2 separate regions of the Triticum aestivum genome follow, and region 2 is linked to region 1. The links are chromatin contacts, called in public Hi-C maps. All regions are on one chromosome and are shown on one strand. The core of a region is the stretch at or near the end of the contact, and the rest is flanking DNA. Distances in the headings are between cores, read along the strand shown. Region 1 holds the start of LOC123160669. Region 2 holds the start of LOC123161042.

Region 1 (6,372 bases), core at 1,307-3,806:
TTACCGATGCCGAGGATGACGGTGAAGCTGACGCCGATGGTTCAACATGCCCTCCTCTTCCTAGACATAGCGCTGTCACGTGAGGCACAGTGAGTATCAATTACTATAAAAATATAGTTCAATTCTAAATACTCCCAAAGAATACAGAGAGAGTAAACCAAATGGAAAAAACCTGCTAAACCGAGTAAACTACTTGATTGAGTAGATTAGTCAACGGTTGCCAACCATATAACCGAGACAAGTAGTTCATACAATACACCATTTGCTCTTTCTACAGGTATGTAGCGAAGTGAAGGAATCTATAATAGAGGACATCACAATTTAATTGCAGGACCAATACACACAATGCTCTTAAACAGATATATTTATGTTCATTTACAATTTCTCCGTATGGGCACATATAAAACAAACTATGAAGGAGCTATGCAGGGATCAACAACAGGCTACAGGAGTACATATAGCCAACAGTCACATATATGAACATCAAGCCTGCACGATCATAACCGGGATTAACCCAAAATCAAATGTCTCAAGCTTTTTCATACCTTGAAATCGACAGCATTAGAGATAGAGACATTCATATTTGCATATGCAAAAACCAAAGAACTAAACATCAACCGCGTGCAGGGCAGACATATACGTGGTTGAATGAGTTTGTATTAGGAAACTTGGCGGCCAAGATGAGTACATGCACAGGAAAATGCTCTCAACACTCCATTGAGTTTCACTACAAATAAAACTGAAAAATGCCATTGAATCACCAACAGCAGGATAATACATACAACATGCCTAGGTACGTTGTTGCAACATACAGTCTTGATTCAACTTCCTCTAACCTGCCTTCACTGAGGAAGAACATAAAATCAGATCGACAAAATAACTAAAAAAAAATGACACACCAATGATCCTAAGTCACCTCAAGGTAGCTAGATCCTACAAGAAACAGTGTGGTCATGGAGTAAAACTATAGTCATGGAGTAAAACATAAACATGCAGCCATCGTTTCTAGGAAAAAACACATGGATATACAAATGGAGAAGCTTGCCACTTTGCCTTATCTTGCAAGAAGTAGAACTCTTAAATGAAAAAATGCACATTGCCAAACTTTTACAGAGTATACGGGCGCACAAAATAATCCTTCGTTGCTTCATACTCAAATATTCTCTAAAACAAAAGGTATAAGTTTTTAATGCTAAATGAATACTTTCTATAGCTTTGTAATTGGTTAAATTTATCTGTTGCAAGAGGAGGGCATGAAACCATCTGATGACACCAAAAAGGATCAGTCATAAAACAATTGAGGAGAAAATGTTCAAAACTCACGTCTATTGCGGGGTCATGGCCTCATGGGCAAGATGGGGAGGGGGAGGCGGAGGCTCACCTTGCTTCAATGCCCTTCACATCCATGCTGTAGCGACCTCTAGCAACAAATAAATGGAACATGTATGACTAATTGGAGTAAAATATACAGTGATTAACCATATGTCATACATGTGTAAACAAAAAAATGGAAGATGTATGACTAATTGGAGTAAAATATACATTGATTAACCCAAGGGTAATATTTGCAGATGTTTGCAGTGTAGTTGATCATGCACTACATATCAACAGGTATGGACAATGACAAGGAGGTGCTACTGCTCTTCGATGCAACAATCTTTTATTCCTAACTTGTATTCCTTAGAGGCTTTTATTCAAAATTAATAAGTTTCTGCTGTTTCAGAAGTTACATAACACACAAGAGGACATCAACTACGGATTTGTAGACTCTGCTGGATAACTGTATGCTTTTTGTAAGAGGGACGTCATTAGAAGACTTGCATTAACCTAAAGCCTGGCCGAACTATGAACTATCAATCAGCTGATCTCAAAGGAACTGTATCAAGTGAGTGCAGTACGTCAGTTTACAAAAAAAAGGTGAACAGCAAGCAAGCAAAAAATTGACGGGGGCTCACCTCCAGGTCCTCAAACGAGGCACTTTGTGTTCCCCGACAGCAACTTGGTGGCCGAGGCGAGCTCGGCCTCCGACCGGCCAGCACAGCACCCCCGTCGGCGACTTGGTGACGCGTGAGATGCAGGCGTTAGGCACCAGATCCGGCACTGGCTTGCCGCCGAGGATGAGCCGCTTCCCGGTGTGACCTTCCTTGGCGCTGGCCCGCCGCCAAGGAAGATCCAATGACGGAGCTCCACCTGGCATCCTCCCGTCGACGGCGTGAGGCGCGCTCCGCCGGGAATAGCAGCGTGGGCTTCCTTTCCTCCTGAGGCGTGACGCGCGAGCTCGACGGGGAAGCGGCGGCGCAAGCGACAGGCCCTCGATGGCGACCGCGGGGCGAGCGGAAGAGGCGGATGGCGACCGCAGCACGAGCGGAAGAGGCGGCTGGGGAGAAGGAGGGGAGGGCGAGTCGGCGAAGGCGGCGATGCGACGGCAGGGGAGGGCGAGGGAACGGGCGGCGGCGGCGGCAGGGGAGGGCGAGGGAATGGGCTAGGGTTAGGAAAGTGGGGCGCAAAGAGGAGGGGGAAGTAAGGAGAGGAGCAGAGAGGATGACGCGCTGGGTGCCCCCCACCTCATGGACTCCCTCATCCAACCAGCGCACAGCACGCACAGTGCCACCGCCGGAAAACCCCAAAATACCCTCGGCAGGGCAGGGAAATTTCGGCGGTGGCATGGGATCTTTTACCAGCCGAGCATGCCGACGGGCCGCACAGGACACGCCCCAGCCCAAGCAAATGACATGCGGGCCCCATCTGCTGGTTACCCCACACGCCAGCGAGACCGGAACGAGTCCGCGAAGTGAGAGAGACCGGGAGAGGGCAGTAACTATTCATTGCTATAGGCGCGGTGGGTCGATCCGACGGCCAGAATCTTTCACCGCATCGATCGAACGGTCTGAAACGCATCAAGCAAAATGATCCAACGGCCAGAAATCGCTAAGCTCTGAGAGCGCTCGGTAAGCCTCCGATCCCTTATTTCTCGATGCTGACAGCAGGGTTACACATTTGAAATTCCTCTCAGATAGCCTTCTATATCTGATTGCTGGAGCAAAGAAATGCTCATGGGCTTATTCTATTCAGCATCGGCGCTTCTGAAGAGTGGCAACACCCAACGAGCATAAGCAACGAGCATAAGCTAAACTATATGTAGCTCACAACTTCAGGTTGATAGCAAAAGAATTTTCCAGGCAATAACTGAAATTGAACTGTTATTTCTTCACATCTCAAATAGAGGTATGTCAAGAGATTACTGCATCTCTCTTGGTCTCTTGTCGAGGCCGGCATATCCTTTTCTGAAACTGATTCTAGCATGTCTCCTGGGAAACTGCAGCAGTGAACAAACACCATAAGAAATCTCTTCTAAACGTTTCCGTTCGATGAGTATGACCAGTACTCGTTGACCAGCTCGCGGAAGAGAGATCCCTCAGTTTCCATGAGCGTCATGGGCTTGTCATACTCCACTACTTTCCCTGGAAATGTATGCAGATCATTAGTATGAAATACTATGCTGCGGAACCAATAAGTTGCGGAACCAGTAAGTTGGCAATAAGAGAAACCAATAGGTTGCGGAACCAACAAGTTGTCATACTCTGCTACTTTCCCACATTACTATGGAATACTATGCTGCAGAACCAATAAGTTGGCAATAAGAGGAACATACCATCACTCATTGCAAGTACCATGTCACAGCCCATCACTGTTGGTATACGGTGTGCGACAGTAATAACGGTGCAATGTTTGAATTCTGCCTGGATCGTTTTCTGAAGGACGGCATCTGTTGCATTGTCTATAGAGGCCGTGGCTTCATCAAGAACTAAGATACGACACCTTTTCAAAAGTGTGCGCCCCAAACAAAAGAGCTGCCTTTGGCCCATGCTCCAGTTTGACCCGTCTTCCGCAACTGTATGGCAAGATATTAATTAGTACGATGAAGAACACAATTCCAGACATCATGCTAGCAAACCGATCCGACCCATACGCCTAGGACTACAAGCAGTTTGACTGATTTATTGGCGCATGTATTCTAATTTGTTAGGGGCATAAAATGAAAAGACTGAAGCAGAATTGTATGTTATCCTATTTTCTTAGGGACATAAAATGAAATCCAGAAATAAACAGTGAGGTTTCCTACCAAGTGAGTCCAATCCCTGTTCCTTCTCCTGGACAGCTTCAAGAAGTTGGCATTTGTCAAGAACCTGCAACCCAACAGCATATGAATTAACCAATTTAGTGGGTTTTTTTTTTCAAATGCACGTATGGCATATAAAAATAGAATGGTAACATGTCTTTTGACAGGCCCATTTATCAGTTTATTCATCCCAATCAGATAAGGTGCTTACTGTTCTGAATTGTAGATATATTACACAGCTTACCTCCCATATTTGTTGATCTGAGAACTGCCCAATAGGATCTAGATTATATCTTACTGTACCCTGAAAAAGTGTTGGATCTTGTGGGATGATGCCCAAACGTGAACGCAGGTCATGTAAGCCTATTGTGCTGATGTCCACAGAGTCTATAATTATTTTCCCTTCAACAGGTTCAACAAGGCGAAACAATGCACCAATTAAAGTTGTCTTGCCACTTCCTGTTCGACCAACTATGCCAATTTTATCTCTACCTTGAAACTTGCAAGTGATACCATGTAGCACCAGGGGAGTATCTTCCCTATACCTAATCTGTCAAATGAAAATCAACCACACACATCTGTCAGAATATTTGAAGGGTTTCGCCTAGTCAGGCATACATGCATAATTTCATATTCGATTACCTTCAAATCTTTAAGCTCCACACTGCCAACCTGGGGCCAATCTGGTGCTGGTCGGTTTTCTTCAATAACTTCTGCTGCTTCACTCCGAATGTCCATGTACTGATTCACCCGTTCCACAGATATTATTTTGTTTGCAAGGTCACATTGCTTTTGAATAGAACTAACAAAAGAATTATTTAGGGAAAGGCCGTAGGACAATGCCATTCCAACAAAACCTGTGTCAAGTATGGTAAAAAGTAATTAGTTTTCTGAGGGTAATGTTGATTTCTTTATAATCCTGTGCATATTAAATGTATATTTACAATGACAGTGGCACATAGACATTGAGCGTATAACGTGTTACTAAACGGAAAATTGGGTATCCTCCACTAGGGTTTTGAGCCATTCACCATTATGCAGAAGGATTCTGTAACTCTATTCGATAAAGAAAGTAGGCTTTCATAACGAAGTAGAGCCTTCATAACACCTAATACCAGGAGCCTACGGAAACAAACAAAAAAAGCCTTTGCAGTGCAAATAACGATTCATTGCAAATCAGATGAATGCAGTGATCAATCGTCATACAGCTTGTAAGCTGGCATAAATATGTGCAGCACATGAAACAATTATGTGATGCTTGTACCTGGAATAAGCTACATACCAGGGCTAAAAGTTCCTGCTGGAAGAAGAGCCATGACAAAAGCAGAAGAAGAAAGAACCGCAGCACTCATTATTTCCAGACGTTGAATCAACCATTCAGTTGCTGCAAAATTAAAGAAGTACGGACCAGCATTCTTGTCAACTAGCTCCAGATTTTTAGCAAAGAAACGATCTTCTTCCTCAAAGGCACGTATTTGTTATAACCCCTGAGATCGATTCACCTAAGTGATTTGCTAGAGCAGACTTGGTAGTGCCATTGATACGCATCAATTCCTTAGCCGATGCTAAGTAATACCTCTGCATGAACAAACATATGAAATGTCAGCCAACGGGAATTGTGAAACGAAAAGAGTAGACGAACTTTACCTCCTAGGTGAAAATAGCAGCATATCGCTTGGTGAATGAAATAACCAAAGAAAGGGGGTTTAGGCGTTTCACTACACAGAAAAAGGCCACACGATTACCTGTAACCGAATTGCCAAAACTATCATTGGCAATGATACAAACAGAACTTGCCATGTAACAACAGCCAATACCCCCAGATTGCTATACGCATTTAAGCTGGAACTAAAGCCAAACATCAATGCAAATGGAACATCAAGGTCAATGATGCTTAAATCTGAAGAGACCTGCAAGTTGGGGGGAGGGTTAATCCATTATTATAAAACATTGTAATGTTAAACTGAACTGTAGTTTATATAGTTGTGTTTGTTTCAGAATTTTTACCCGGCTAAGAACCCTGCCTAGAGGAGTAGAATCAAAGAAGGACATGGGTGCACGGAACAATGAATTAAGTAACTGGGAAAATAAGGATCTTGAAGTCTGCATCCCAAGAACAACGAAGAATATAGATCTTGATAGCACAAAGAACACCGTGCAAACTCCAATAACAATGTACACAGAAATTAACTTCAGTGCACTAACATCAGGATTTTGGACATTAGCGGCCATCCATGAATTCTGTGATATTT
Region 2 (6,372 bases), core at 1,536-4,035, 320 kb after region 1:
ATGGCCACTGTTCCTACATTGGTAGGTATGGTTCGGCTAATCACAAGTTGTCCCAATCAGGTCCAAAGCCGATATGGTACAAGCTAGCCAGGCAATTATCTTGCAGGTTAAGGGTGCCCAGCATCTCCATGTGCAGTCAGCACCGGTGAAGATAGTAAGCAAACGGTACACAGAGCTAGCCGAATGAACTCCAGCAACAGACCAGGGCAGCCGAATGAACTCCATAACTAGCGGCGAAAACTCAGCAACAGAATAACCATTGATCGAGCAATCTCTCCAAAATAAGATGTGCCTGCCACCCCGCAACTGTAATGCAAACCTGACTGAAATACGAGCCTTGCAGAAATATCTCCAAATATTTGCAATCCCTGCCATGGTTTTCCAGGGTCAGTACAACGCAGCCACTCCCAAGCTCACACGAAGCGCAAGCCCCTGGAGCTTTAGGTTTCGATTCCTAGTCCCCCACCGCAGGTTGGCTGAACGACTTTGCTCCACGCCACAAGGCATTTTCCGCCATTGATTTCACCAGTACCTGCCCAAAACAAGGCTCTCTCCCACTTCTCCACTGCTCCCAATACCCATGTCGGCGCCTCAGTGACCAGCAGCTGATGAATGAGCTTCGCACATTTAACTGTCTTAATGGGGATGAGCCTTCCTGCCGTCGTGACAAGCCCATGCTGGCGAGACAAACATGGCCTGAATGCTTTTGCAGGCACAACTAGATATCAAGAACCACCACTATATATGCATAGCATAGACAAACTGCTGGCTAAAATCAAAAGATCATGCACAATGCGCCGGGACCCACCAAGGAATTGACCTAGCCACACAAAGATCCCAACCGAGCGAGCAAGGGAATTATGCATCAAGTGTCTATTGGCACTATTCATGTGAGGTGCTGTGACTCTGTTTCCTCCTTCGGATCAACAAACTGCAACACGAGGAATCCGTAGTTTAGAATCTTTTGTCTTGATGTTCTTCCTCAATTGCTCGAAAGATTCAGGTATAGAGTGGTACTCATGAAACATGAGTCCTTTTGTCCTTCAAAGGGGAAGAGAAGACAGTCATAATGTAGAATCGCACATGATACATGCAAAGAAGAGAAATTAAGAAAAACAGACTTACCACTCATGAGGATGGCAGTAGGTTAGAAGTTGGTCAGCAATGGTGAAAGGGCGCACGGAGGGTCGGATCCTATCCTTCCCGTCATGTATTTGGCATGACAGTGCTAGCCGCTCAGAGAAACCTGTCCTTACGGAGTGCACCACAACAGGGTCACGGTACAAAGAGAAGTAAATGGAGTTGCTGTTCACAGAAGGGAGGTCCCTGGCTGAAACAGAGAGGGACCGATCCCTGCTGAGGAACAGCGCGTGGCCACCGAGGCAGTTCACTGGGATCAGCTCACCGCGGTCGATGTCCAACGCAAATAGCTTATAGGCATTTTGCTGTAAGGGCTCCACGCCACAATGTTGTGCAGTTAAATGGTGGATGGCAAGCAGCACTCGCCCACCAGACTCCACGAGGAAGTAGTTGCATAGGCTCGGATCACCAAAATTATTTGGAACATGAGCAAGCACAGGATGTGGTGATCTCGGATACAGCTGCATGATCTTCCTTGAGCCACCCTTGACGACTGTCGCGTAAAGCCTTCCTTGGAAGGGCAAGATGCTCCTAAGGAAAAGCCCTCGGTGGAGGACCTCCCAAGTTGGGCGGCCAGCCTCGGCGCCGATCACCACATGTGTCCACGGGAACCATGCCACCACGGCAATGGAGGTCGCGGACGCGCTGCAGACCGCGGCATTCATGTCAAGCAGAGAGTTCCGGTTCCTGACCGCGTCGTGGAACACAGGGACAAGGGACGGGAGGTCGACCACGACCCGTGTGAAGGGATGCAGCACCCGGACGGCGGCGGTGCGTTTGTTCAGAAGAATGATCAGTCCCTGGGTGAAACCGACGATCCTGTGGCGCCGGAGCTCCGGCAGGCGGACGCGGAGGCGCCTGGCCGTCCGCGTGTGGAAGAAGCTGATCTCGCCGGCGTCGTCCGGGCGTACCCCGTCGCCGTCGCAGAGGGCGACCCAGCCGCGCGGCAAGAGGTCCGGTTTGCGCAGGGTGGGGTCGCGCGCGTCGCTCGTGCAGCTGCGCCAGCCGAAGCAGACGGCCCGGAAGACTATGTAGTCCAGCACGTCGCCGGCCAGCAGGCGGCTGGTGACGAGGTGAACCACATCGGTGGGGAGGGAAGCCCAGCCGCTTGCCTCAGTGGTCCGCCGGCGCTTGCAGGCGGAGAGCGGGGCCAAGGAGGGGCCTATGCGCCGCCTTCCCGTCGTCGGAGTAGAAGGGGGTAGCTTTTTCCCCATCGCGCGCGCTCGACCTCGGCTTGCTCAGATCTCCTCCGCCCTCTCCTCCATCTATATATAGGCCGTTTCGTCTCCGACACCGGCCGGAACTTGAACAGCAGGGGAATCCGATGAGGGACCGGAAATCCGAGGACTGAGGGGAAATCCGAGGGAGGAGGAAGCCTTCGACGTCGCGGATCAGCAGAAAATTGAGCAGGGAAGAGGTAGGTGAGGAAGAAACTTACGGCCGCCGTTGCCGCCGGTGTCGGGGTGAGAGGCCGGAGGGGATGGAGGCACGCCGCCGTGGAACACTGAAGAAACGCTTTTCTTTTTTACTTTAATCCACACGTCGGAGCAGGGTGCTGTGCCGGCCCGCGTGCTGCGCCTCCAGGCCCAGGCACTGCCGCTTAGTTAATCGGGCCGGCACGTTGGCCCGTTTAGCACACTGGTCTGTTTAGCAGTCTGGCCTTATGGGCTGTGTTTGGGCCATTTTAGGCCCTTTAGGCTGATTATATAGGCTATATATATAATTTAGAAAAAAATAGAAAATCAGCTCAAATGGAGAAAATAGAAAATTTAAATGGGTCGTGTCGTCCCGGTCCGCATGCCCAGCCTCCAGGACCAGGCACGGCCCCAGACATGCCGCATGTCGGGCACAACTTGTTTAGCCCCTGCCGTGTCTAGCCCATGGCGGGCCGTGCCGACGTGCTCGTGGGCTGGCCTGGTTGGCCCGTAACGTTTGACCAGCTTTGCACAGGAGGGGATGGAAAAGTAACTCACTTGGCAAGTCCGCCAACCGCGGGCATGCCCAGACGCATCCACAAACAGAGTCGGGCGGCCCCCGAGGCAGCCACACTCCATAAATTTAAACCCTCAAATTCATGGCATTTATTACAACACAAAATTTATCACAATTCAATAACTCAACAATGCAACAAAGCAAAAAAAGCATGGTTCAACAATCCGGACATGCTAAAATAAAATTCAAGTCCGGGCCATGGCTAGCCAACTTGATGGATCACTCGTCGGACATCATTTGTTGTCTTGACTGATACAACCTACACTATCTTAGAGCAAGTCCAGCAGTTCCCTTGAAATTTCTCCTCTATATCTCAAAACAGGGGACTCCACTAAAAAGATTCTTCCCTAAAAATTGCTCAACTCCAGCAGTTCCCCTAAACATCTCCCTTATTCTATATTTTAAGAGTATTTCATAACTACCAACGGCTAGGTTTCCAACGGCTAGGTTTCCAACGACTAGTTTCGGCTCTACAAATACATGATCAACCTTCATATCTCTCACAATCCTGATCGTGCCTCCTCTTCTGCTTCTCTTTCGCCATCTCTCCACAACGAAACGACTCACCGTCAAAGTTTGGCCCGGCAATTTTGCGAAGATTCCTCCTCCGAAGATGAGGAACTCATGATGGCTGCAATTGTAGCAGAGGAAGAAGAAGCCCGGCTGGATGCTCCACGACATGGAGGTTCACAACCGGGACGTCAATCTCTTCAACGCGATTTTGCGGAACGCTTTCAGAACCTCCACAAGGACTATTTTGCAGAGAACCCCACCTTCAAGGCAAGGATGTTTTGCAATAGGTATGAAACTGGTGCATATGTTTCTTTTTCACCATAGTAGTCGCTCTTCATGTCTCATTTAAGTTTTTATTCACAGTTATAGAATGCATCGTCCTCTTTTTCTGCACGTAGCAAGTGCTATAGAGGCACGTGATGGCTATTTTTCTCTGAGAAGAAATAGTGTTGGTGTTCCTGGTTTACATCCTTATCAAAAATTGACCTCAGTATTTCGAATCGTAGCTTATGGGATAGCAGCTGATCTTACTAATGAGTATTGTCGGCTAGCAAAGTCCACCGCTTTAGAAAATCTTAGAAGATTTGTTCGTGTTGTGATTGAGGTCTTTGGGAGGTCAGTACCTGAGATCTCCAAATGCTGAAGATACTGCTAGATTACTTGCAATTGGAGAGCAAAGGGGGTTTCCGGGTATGGTCGAAAGCATCGACTGCATGCATTGAAAGTGAAAAAATTGCCCTACTGCACACAAAGGTTTTTTTGTTGGCCATAAACGCGTACCCACGGTCATTCTTGAAGCCGTTGCTTCACAAGACCTTTGGATTTGACATTCTTTCTTTGGTTTACCAGGATCTCATAATGATATAAATGTTCTTCACTGACGGTGTCCTGGACTAGGGGGGTACTCACCACGTCGTCTCCCGATCAGGTGGATTGGGCCGAGGATCCCCATGGCCGTATACTCATGGGCCAGTCCGGACAGTTGCCCCATACAAGGAAGATTCCACAAGACTTGGCGATCAAGACAAGGACTCCTCCCCCACCGGCGTATCCGGCTAGGACTCTTGTTATCCTAGGCCTATGGTGCATTATATAAACCGAGGCCAGGCTAGTCGATAGAGATATACAACAACAATCATACCATAGGCTAGCTTGTAGGGTTTAGCCTCTCTGATCTCGTGGTAGATCAACTCTTGTACTACCCATATCATCAATATCAATCAAGCAGGACGTAGGGTTTTACCTCCATCAAGAGGGCCCGAACCTGGGTAAAACATCGTGTCCCTCGTCTCCTGTTACCATTGATCCTAAGACGCACTGCTTGGGACCCCCTACCCGAGATCCGCCGGTTTTGACACCGACATTGGTGCTTTCATTGAGAGTTCCGCTGTGTGATCGGCGAAAGGATCAATGGCTCGACTGCAGGTCAACTGCGAAGTCGGCTTCTTCGTCACCAGCTCGACTGGTCACCTTGGCTTAACCGAGGACTGCGCCCTATCTCCGATCGTCATGTTCGGATGAGGGCCTTCATCAACATCAACTCCGATCTCTATCAAGATCATGGAGGAGTCATCCATGGAGCTCGGGGGCTCAACGTCAACATTGCCCTCAGGCGACTGTGTTGTTTTTCTGGACAACAAACTTGTATCCGCCGCCACCGCCTCCTCGAGTATCGCCTAAACGATTACTTCGATGGAATTATGCGGAATTAAGTCTACAACAACCCTGCAAAAATTTCGTCGAGTTCCAATGGAGCAATCTCCGGCAATCTCCGATGTACCGGAGCCCTGTTGAATCTGGACGAGAATTCGGACGAGTTTAGGGCGTGGTATCCAGCATCTAGCTCGGATGTCCTTTGGAAGATCCAACCGTTGATTTGCTGCGGAATTACCATATCTACCACCTTCCAAAAATTCAGCTCGATCCGACCGTCCAAACTCCGGGAAACTTCCGATTAGTGCGTCACTTTTTGGGTCTATTTTCTGCGCGAGAACGAATCCGACCCGAATTCATCTTCTTTATGAACGGGATCTCGGACATCCTTTTTGAAGGAAATTTTCGTATGGGGTGTTGTGTTTTATTCTCAAACACATCCCAGTAGTATCAAAAGTATTCTTGCAATACGAACTTCACCATCGCGCCGGTGTCAAACCAGCCCAACAACATCACTCCACGGCGGCCGACCTGCGTTAGACACGTCGTCGCTTTGTTGAGCCGAGCTCAATTTCCTCGGATCATCATCTCGGCCAGCCGAATAATAGTTCGGCATCGCGAAGGATAAATCGTCACCAACATCGCCGCTCCACGGATTACATGGAGCGGGCACACATGCATCGCCACACGGTCACTTCATCAAGCCGGCATCGACCACATCACGACCTGCATCGCTGGACCGGGGGCTTCATCATCTCTTCATCAACCTACTCCGGAGACTTCGGCGTCGCTGGCCGACCAGCTCCATCACGTTAGCTGGACCGAGGGCGTTGCCTCGGCGAGCCAACCTTTGCCAGCATCGCCATGCCGTTGCTTTATCGCCCATCAGGCGATAGGTGTGCGAATCGAGTCCCAATTTTGGGAATCACCTTTCTTCGGATCGCTACAACAAATAAGCCAGGTGCTATTAATCCTAATATGTTTTGCTTGTTAGGGTTCATTTTTCCCAATGAATTATTACTCTGGTTTGTCCGTCATATGTACACAGGTCTATCAAATGGTGGCCACATTAAC

Evidence for each region. Hi-C and Micro-C count contacts between places; a contact is called where the count stands out from the background.
Region 2: a contact with region 1 is called in a Hi-C map of leaf, with 4 times the contacts expected there. The contact joins the promoter of LOC123161042 here to the promoter of LOC123160669 in region 1. A contact is called at or near these places in 2 of 5 Hi-C or Micro-C datasets (both in leaf).

What each region holds. Positions count from the first base shown.
Region 1 is chr7B:13,256,869-13,263,240 of IWGSC CS RefSeq v2.1, forward strand. It overlaps LOC123160669, which reads right to left and starts at 2,557. Exons shown (of 6, transcript XR_006480318.1): 1 at 1,956-2,557; 2 at 1-1,420. It also overlaps the pseudogene LOC123157553.
Region 2 is chr7B:13,580,141-13,586,512 of IWGSC CS RefSeq v2.1, forward strand. It overlaps LOC123161042, which reads right to left and starts at 2,786. Exons shown (of 3, transcript XM_044578899.1): 1 at 2,579-2,786; 2 at 1,126-2,449; 3 at 1-1,041. The coding sequence starts at 2,354. The coding sequence ends at 924. It overlaps LOC123161043 (a long non-coding RNA gene), which reads left to right. Exons shown (of 2, transcript XR_006480506.1): 2 at 1-40.